2 separate regions of the Mus musculus genome follow, and region 2 is linked to region 1. Evidence: chromatin contacts called from public HiChIP or PLAC-seq data. All regions are on one chromosome and are shown on one strand. The core of a region is the stretch at or near the end of the contact, and the rest is flanking DNA. Distances in the headings are between cores, read along the strand shown. Region 1 holds the start of Ccdc71 (coiled-coil domain containing 71). Region 2 overlaps Arih2 (ariadne RBR E3 ubiquitin protein ligase 2).

The links. HiChIP or PLAC-seq counts read pairs in DNA pulled down with a chosen protein or histone mark.
Region 2: an H3K4me3 HiChIP or PLAC-seq map of bone marrow-derived macrophages shows a contact between it and region 1, with 2.4 times the contacts expected there. The contact joins the enhancer-like site here to the promoter of Ccdc71 in region 1. A contact is called at or near these places in 1 of 39 promoter capture datasets (liver), 3 of 115 datasets of contacts at active chromatin or transcription factors (bone marrow-derived macrophages, embryonic stem cells and microglia) and 3 of 9 other capture datasets (adipose tissue, liver and pancreatic islet).

The regions. Positions count from the first base shown.
Region 1 is chr9:108,458,221-108,462,769 of GRCm38.p6, reverse strand. It overlaps Ccdc71 (coiled-coil domain containing 71), which reads right to left and starts at 2,217. Exons shown (of 2, transcript NM_133744.5): 1 at 2,153-2,217. It overlaps Gm51295 (predicted gene, 51295), which reads right to left and starts at 3,676; the gene lies at 3,610-3,676. It also overlaps a transcript of Klhdc8b not described here.
Region 2 is chr9:108,624,259-108,628,430 of GRCm38.p6, reverse strand. All of the region lies in intron 3 of Arih2 (ariadne RBR E3 ubiquitin protein ligase 2), which reads left to right. Among named protein-coding and RNA genes, the nearest start is that of Arih2, 23 kb to the left of the region's middle. Within about 2 kb of position 1,645, at least 21 of the 459 cell types and tissues checked have an H3K27ac peak or open chromatin away from gene starts, as enhancers often do. A contact at or near this core is called in bone marrow-derived macrophages, where this site is marked.

The DNA.
Region 1 (4,549 bases), core at 968-3,467:
TCTTTGGGATATATGCTCAGAAGCACCTCAGACCATCTACCCTACCACCGGGCTTCTGTGGAGACTTAGATCTAGCTCGTTTTAATGCAATGGCATTTTTCTTTTCTGGCTTTAAGTCAAGGTCCCTCATCAGCTAGGCTGATCTCTAACTCTGTATAGAGCTGAGGCCAGCCTTGGACCCCCAGCCCCTCTGTCTCAAGTGCTGGGATTACAGGCAAGTGCTACTATCGCGCTTAGTTGATTAGTACAAAGGGTCTCACTACAGTACAGGTCTGGCTGTTCTGGAGTTTGCCATGAGGTCCAAACTGGCCTCAAACTCAGACTCCTCCTCCTGAAGCCTCCCAGCTGTTAGGATCACAAACGCGCGCCAAGAGCTCAGCTACATCCTACTCTTTCCTCTTTGACAGGGAGCTTGCTATGCTCCCGGTCTGGAACGTGTCGATGCACACGATCTGCTGCTCAGCTGCCCAACACTGTGCACTACCACGCCTGTTTCCTTTTGATTCTTTTCTTTCCTGGTGTTCTAAATATCTAGACTCAGTCCCAGGAATATAAGCAAATACCTCAGTCCTCAAAGAACCCAGTCCGGAAGTGAAGACACAGCTGCCATTAAAGGTTCTTAGAAGCAGATGGTGCTCTCCAAGCCAGCTTCTAATAGGTTAGGGAAGGACTCCTGGAAGCAGTAACATCTACCTATCTGTCTGCGTGCCAACCAAAAAAGGAGCAGGTACAAATGGAGCAAAAAGGGTAGCAACTCCTGCAGAGGCTATCAAGTAAAGAAGAGTACGGACCATATGGATGAAGGCCAGGCTGTAGCTGAGGAAGACAGACTAAGGCCTTTGAACATAGGCCCAAAGACCCAGACTTACACCACCTGATGTCCACCCCACCACTGTTCATCCAACTGCCAACGTTCCAGTGCAGGGGGTGGCTCATCTCCTTACCAGAGTCTATAGACAGGATACTCAGTGACCTGATTCCTAGCTCTAGTCTTGGAGTTCAAACCCAATATAAGACACAGACCCGCCCAAAAAAAAAAGACAGTTGCAAACATCTCTAAGGCAAGCAAGAGACCAGGCAACGAGACCAAGGAGTTCAAGGTTTGACGACAAAGGACAGGGAAAGATTCCAACTAGGAAGGTAGGCCAAGCCGTAGCGCTTAAAAGGCAACAGACCTTAGATGTTAGTGGTCCCAACAGATGCAGCTGTCTGGGACCACTCAAATCGTCCTATGCTTCCTTAAGGAAGCCATGGCTGTCACTCAGAAGTTACACCCAGCACTCCAACGCAGCATCTGAGGGCTTCCCGAGTCAAAAGGTAAATTCCCCAGCTGCACCGGAGCGTTAAAAGATCAGCTGGGATGAGACAGGTCCCTGGAGTCTAGGAGCCCGTCTGTGCCGCCGCTCTGCACAGCTCTAATGAAGCAGACACACAGTCCTCAGACTCCCCGGAGAAAGTGCCCTGGGGCTCTTTGTTTGGAAACATTCTTGGATCCTCAGGTGTCTGAGGCACTTCCCCTCCCCAGAGGATGCTCTTCAAGTACAATCCAAGTTAATGCTTTCATTTATTTATTTATTTATTTATTTATGTTTTGAATGGGTGGGCTATGAACTGTAGGACAGAGGGGGACGACCTACCTCCCACCCCAAACCTCCGGCGCTCATATTACGGGGCGGGGACCAAGGGGCTCTTTGCCTAGGTCATTCTGAGCCCATGGGAGGGAGGGTGCTTCTTGGCTCTCAAGAAGCTTTGTAAACAGAGGCTGCAGCCAGGCTGACTTTTGCCTTCACACATTCCTTTGGGGCCAGCACAGGAAGTTGACAGAAGACTGGGGGCGGGCATACTAATCGGGCGGACTGGGATCAGGGGCAGATCGGGGCCCTCAGGCGGGGAGACCGAGGCCCCGGGGCCTGAACGGCGACGGGGAGTCGGGGTTACGGCGGCGGCGAAATGTGTAAGGTGGGCAGTGGTCGCCCGACAGGATCCTCAGAACCCCCAGGGTGGGGTCCTGGGTAGGGGTGGGGTGTCTCGGCCAAGCCCTGGGAAAATGAGGATCCCGGAAGGGCCGGCCACCCAGTCCCTTCGCCCTGCCGCCCTGTGGCCTCATGGGCAGCCACTCCGCACCACCGCTAGGCCCGCGGCTCCAACCTACCGGCGCCGCCGCGGGGACCCAGGACGCACCTCTGCGCCGCCTCCGCCGCTCCAACATGGCCGCCTGCTGCGCGCCGGAAGTACACCGTGCTTCCGCTTCCGGGATCTAGCCCGCCTGGTGACCCTTGACCCCTAGAACTCTCCCCTCCCCCCCCAAGTCTGGGGGCGGAGCAGGTTGAGTACTTCGGAGGGCTGCCTGGAGGGGGTGGCCTCGGAGGTGACAAGTCCAAACCTATCTGATCCAGTATGGGAGCCTGTGCACATAGAAGGCAAAAGTCACAGGATCCCAGTCAGGATTGGACTAAGGACCACTTTTCTAAAATGTCCTGGTAATATAGGAGTCAAAGTGACTCCTGGCAAGCTCTATGCTATTCTACACCCCAGGACCTTACTCTTTCTCTGGCACCTGATCAGAAGAGAGTGTGCCTGACAGGGATTATCTCAGGAAAGTCCCCTTGTTTCACCACACAAGTACTTCCTGAAAGAGTAGCAGGCGCTCCTCTCCTGAGAATGGGCTTAACCCTGGCACACTGCATGAAAAGCTGGTATATACATGTAGGCACAAGTAATACACAGCAGCCTGGGGCTGTAGATGGCCAGTCTGTAAGTCACAGTACATCAATGTGGGCCTGAATATACTTGCTCAGGTATGTATACACAGTGGAGTGCCAAGATCTGGCTCAGCCAAAGCACCTCGAATGGCACAAAGTAACACTTTTCAGTCGTTACAGTGCCCAGAATCCGTTGGCTCTGTTGGCAAAGAGATTGCAAACTCAGTCCTACCTATGTCCTGTAGACAACACAAGATGGTTAGTTACAGAGCCCTCTCCTCAGCAGTATTTGAGGACACAGGTTAAAACTAACTCTAGGAATCTGAGACCTCAGATGAACAGTCAGCATATTTTCCAAACCTTGTCCTTTTTGGAGACAGTGTATCCCTACATAGCCCTGGATTCCTGGGATCAAAGGTGGCATGTGCTGCCATGCCTGGCTTCACAGCTTTAAGGAAAGGACCCCCTTGTCAGATGCTTCCTAGTCCAGTTTAGGAGGCATCAGGAAAGCTTTGGTTTCATGGATGAGGGAGTGAAGGCATCTGGACCTGTCTAAGAGTTTGGGGTAGGTAGACAAGGGTGTTTGAAGTGCTTCATGTGGGAGCTGGATACTAGCCTTCTTCCTCTTTTGTACGACTGAAAGATCCTTAGCTGTTCTGTGTTTCCCAGCCTATGTAGAGGGATCTGTCATCTTTAAAGATAAGTATCAACCACCCATCAATACCCAAGGCCTCACTTGATGCCTGTTTACTTCTCAGAGCTTTGGCACCGACAGGAGACTCCTGACAGTTTCTGGGTAGCCAAGTACCCAAGAGGAACCACAAAATCTGCGGGCAGTCTGGGGTCAGTACCTCCAGTCATTTCTCTTGGTAGAGAAAAAGGGCCTTATGGACCTACACCAGGATGAGCCATAACTATGCAAACAGAAGCCACTTCTGCCAAGAGGCAGAGCTTGGTGCCTTCCAGGCATAGTAGCAGGCCAGATGTGCTCTAGCAGGCCAAATGTGCCCTAGAAGGAGATTCCTCTCTTGCATTATCAAACCCAGAGGTCAGAGCAAAATGGAGGACAAGAAGGCTGGGTCCATTCTCTCTCTGTTCCTTCTCTCTATGGCTACTGAGGGAACGGTGAAAGTGAGGGAACCTAGCTATCAAAGGGGGATACACCTTGGTGTTACAACTGATGTGGGACTCTCATCAGAGCACAGCTGTCACTTGACCTGGTTCTTGACAGCTGCTGGCTCTACATCGGCGTAACCTGAGGCAGCGAGGTTGAGGTGGGAAGACACCTGAGGCATTTCCATGGTCCATCCCTTGCTCTCTACTTGACATCTTCCATGGTCATTGGTGAGGTGAAGCCACATCCATCTTATCGGAGACAACTGGTTGACCAGGTGGGTTAAGATACAGTTTGGGAAAGATTTGCTTTAATAGGTCCTACTTTGAAAAGCCAGAGCCGGGGCTGGAGAGATGGCTCAGCGGTTAAGAGCACTGACTGCTCTTCCAGAGGTCCTGAGTTCAAATCCCAGCAACTACATGGTGGCTCACAACCATCTGTAATGAGATCTGATGCCCCCTCTTCTGGTGTGTGTCTGCAGACATCTACAGTGTACTCATATAAATAAAATAAATCTTAAAAAAAAAAAGAAAAGAAGAGAAGAGAAAAGAAAAGAAAACCAGAGCCAAATCTGAGGTGTGAAATTGGGTTCCATGCATGGTAGGCCCTTTCTCCTCTGTGTGTGTGTGTGTGGAGGGGGGAGTGTGACTGTGGTGTGTGTGTGTGTATGTATGGTGTCTTTCTGTGTATGTGTGTGTGTGTGTGTGTGTGTGTAGGCCACTGTGTAGACTGC
Region 2 (4,172 bases), core at 396-2,895, 170 kb before region 1:
TGTTTGTATGCCCAGAACCAAATTGCTATTGAATCTGCCTTATCTATCAGACAAATGTCACTGTCGTGGTTACTGTTCTGTGGCTTTGAAGGGGAGACCTCGTGATCATGGCACCTCTTACAAAAGAAAACATTTGACTGGGACTTAGAGTTTCAGAAGTTTAGAAGGTTTTCGTCATGGCAGGAAACTTGTTGGCACACAGGCAGGCACAGGGCTGGAGAATTAGCTGAGAGTTGTATCTTCGTTGGAAGAGAGAGACTGCTTGGAATGGGCTATGTGAAAACTCATGGCCCACCCTCAGTGACACACTTTCTCCAACAAGGCCACACCTCCTAATCCTTTCAAATTGTGATACTTCCTGGGGACCGAGTATTCAACTCTGAGATATTATGGGGTCATTCTTATTCAACCCACTATAGTTACCAAGATAGTTTCCATCCTGAGCTGGCTGTTTTGTTTGACTTCATTTTGATTATCTCTAAAATTCTTAGCTTATGAGGGCATATGTCTCTAGCAGTTCTTAACCTGTGGATTGTGAAAGGTTTAGCAAACCTTTATCTCCAAAAATAATTTTCATTATGATTCATAACTGTCGCAAATTTACAGTTATGAAGTAGCAATGAAAATAATTTTGTGGTTAGGGATCATCATAGCATGCGGAACTGTATTAAGGATCGCGGCATTAGCAAGGTTGAAAACTCCTGTTCTAGAGCAGCTTATGAAGTGGTGAGGCTATAGGCTTCTGTGCTGTTATCCTTGTTTGGGACCACCTGCTGGTTGATAATACAAACTAAAGTATTTGTATAGATGTCATTACGTCTCAGTGAGGAAATCTTAACAATACATACCTAAATCCTGAATTTCCCTGTGGTCTCTGCTTTTCGTCCAGCACCTTGCTTTTGAAGTATTAATAAAATTGAGTGGCACAGTCACTAACTCTTTAAAACCAGAAAGGAAAACTTGACTCCTATACTGCTGTCTACTTCTGTAGGTCTCTCTGTGTCACTAAGTGGTAATTGCTGAACATGTTTGAAAGTCTGTGGTAGAGAGATAACTTTTCAGTTTCCTTTACAAACACAGACTATAAAGGACGTTGTTAGATGTTTGACACCTTTGGGAAGTACTGGTGATCAGAAACACTCATTTTGACACGTGTAAAGTCAATGTTTTTTGAAATAAAGATCTGGAGATGCTGTATTGGATTGCGGCCTATAGGCAGTACAGAATATTATGTAGGGTAAATGTCATCAAGAAGTGTCCTTCAAGTTGGAAGGACAGGTTCCCACCAGCATCTGCTCCATCTTGTTATAGGTATTGAGGGCTCAGGGAAAAGGGGGAGAAAGGCAGAAAGATGGACTGTACCTGATTTCTGCTCTAACCCCATTTTTATTCTATGAAATGCTCTTCAAGCCACCATGAAAGTTGAGGGTAGGCCTACCCCACCCCCTTTTTTCTTGTTTGTGGTATGTTCGTATGCCTGCATGCTTACAGTGTGTACAGGCAGACATGGGTTGTATGTGTGTGTGTGAGCATTACTGTGGAGACTAGAGGTCCTAGAATTCTTCCCAGTGACTCTCTACCTTATATGGAGTTAGGGTCTTTGAGTCCAGAGTTTGCTAATCAGTGTGCTCTAGGGGTCACATGTCTGGGCCTCTTGAGCATGCTGGGAATACAGGCAAGCTGCCAAGCCTATTCCACACTTAAAGGGTGCTGGGGATCCCGACTGTGGTCATCATACTTGCTTGCCAAGCACTTTACCCACTGCACACTGCTCAGCCCACTCCAGGGAAGTGCCAGTGTTGGCTTGCTTCCCCTTCCCTGCCTTTGCAGTCATCGTTTTTTCTTAGCTCCAAGTCAGATGGCCTGATTTTGGTATGTGTGTGTGTTGACACTGAGTGTGGTTTGGGCACAAATATGATAGGTCACAGACAGGCCACTAAGCAAACTAACCTGAAAGACATTCCTTGTGGACATTGAGTGACTTTGAGAATATGGCAAGTTGATAGCAAAACATTCAGTGGAACTTCTTAGGCTTGGTCAGGTAAACTGTCGTAGGGCTAGTGAAAATTACATGACCGTCTAGAATTTATAATATATAATCAGTTAGCCTTTGTTTAAAACTGTTAAAATTACAGCTAGGATGGTGGCACACACCTATATCCCAGCACTCATGAAGTAGAGGCAGAAGAATCAGTTTACATTCAAAGTCTCAGCGTAGGTACAATGACATAACAAGACCCTGTTTCAAAAGCAAACAGGGGCAGGAGAGTTGACTCAGTTGTTAAGAGCCCTGGAAACCCTGGAAGCCCTTCTTGATTCTAGATTCAGTTCCCAGTTCCCACATGGCAGCTCACAACCCTCTGTAACTCCAATTCTAGGTGGTCTGATGCCTTCTTCTGGCCTGCTTGGTCACCAGTCATACAAGTCTGTGCAGACACACATGAAAGCAATGCATCCAGGACCAGAACACCATGAAATAAAATTAAAAAGAAAATAGCACCTGCAAGATTACCCATTGGGTAAAGACACTTTGCTGCATAAGCCTGGCCATGACCCAAATTTGATCCCTGGAACTGACCTAAAAGTTTAGCGGGGCATGGTGGCGCACACCTTTAATCTCACCCAGCACGTGGAAGGCAGAGGCAGGAAAGTCTGTAAGAAGCCAACCTGGGCCGGGCATGGTGGCTCACGCCTTTAATCCCAGCACTTGGGAGGCAGAGGCAGGCGGATTTTCTGAGTTCGAGGCCAGCCTGGTCTACAGAGTGAGTTCCAGGACAGCCAGGGCTACACAGAGAAACCCTGTCTCGAAAAACAAAAAAAAAAAAAAAAAAAAAAAGAAGAAGAAGAAGCCAACCTGGCCTACATAGTGAGTTCCAGAATAGCCAAGGCTATATAAGTGAGACCTGTCTTAAAAAAAAAAAAAAAAAAAGATGGGTGGATAACAGTCGGCTTCACAGGTTGTCCTCTGACCTCCACACAGGTACCATGTCACATGCATCACCCTCAATAAGGGCACTGCAGTTAGAACTCACTTTGTAAACCAGGTTGGTCTCCAATACACAGAGATTTTCCTGCTTCTGCCTCTCTAGTGTGGTGATGGGAGGCTTGCACTGCCATGCCCAGATAAACTTGTAGAAAAATAGAAATCAGTGCTTTAAACAAAGTCTTGGGCTGGAGAGATGGCTCAGCAGTTAAGAGCACTGACCTCTTTTCCAGAGGTCCTGAGTTCAATTCCCAGCAACCTCATGGTGGCTCACAACCATCTGTAATGGGGTCTGGATGGCCTCCTCTGGTGTGTCTGAAGAGAGCAATGGTGGTAAACTCATATGTATAAAATAAATAAGGAGGAGGAGGAGAAAACAATAAAATCTTAAGGGAAAGTTTAAATTCTGATTATTTAAAGTAAAAATTCATGCCAGATGTGGCAGCGCATGTCTCTAATACCGATATCTGTCTCGATAAATAAATAAATCAAAGCCAGGATGGGCTAGGTGGCAAGTAACAATTCCAGCACTCAGGAGGCAGGGCAGGATCATCTGGGTCCAAGGCCAGCCTGGTCTATGTAGGTTTTGTCTCAGAAAAAAAAAAAAAGTAAAATAAAGTGATAAAGTACATAAATATACTTTTTTTGTTAAGGTATAAAATGCAAGTTCCTTTTTTAAAATTTATTGGGTATTTTCTTCATTTACATTTCCAATGCTATCCCAAAAGTCCCCCATACCCGCCCCCACCCACCCACTCTTACTTCTTGGCCCTGGCGTTCCCCTGTACTGAGGCATATAAAGTTTGCAAGACCAAGGGGCCTCGAAAGTTCTTTTTTAATACTGTGGAGAAGTAAAATGTGTTTGTAATGGTAATTCTGCTTAGCTGTTACTGAGTAAGCCAGGGAGGATGCCATAACTCTTTGGAATAGTGGACACTATAACAAAAATTAGAGCGTGAATACACAAGTACAAGAAAAAGGCAAAGGAGACTTGAATACTTTAGCAGTATTCAGAAGGGATCACATTTAAGGCAGTCCACTCGGTGTTGATGAGAACGCTGGCACAGTGTCCTCCTAAACAGCAGACCTATTTATTGGTGAATTAACTTTGCTAGCTGTGTCTGAGTAGTACTGATAACTAGTCACTGTCTTTGGAGGAAGTTCTAACCTCTCCTTGTGTCCCTCCCTA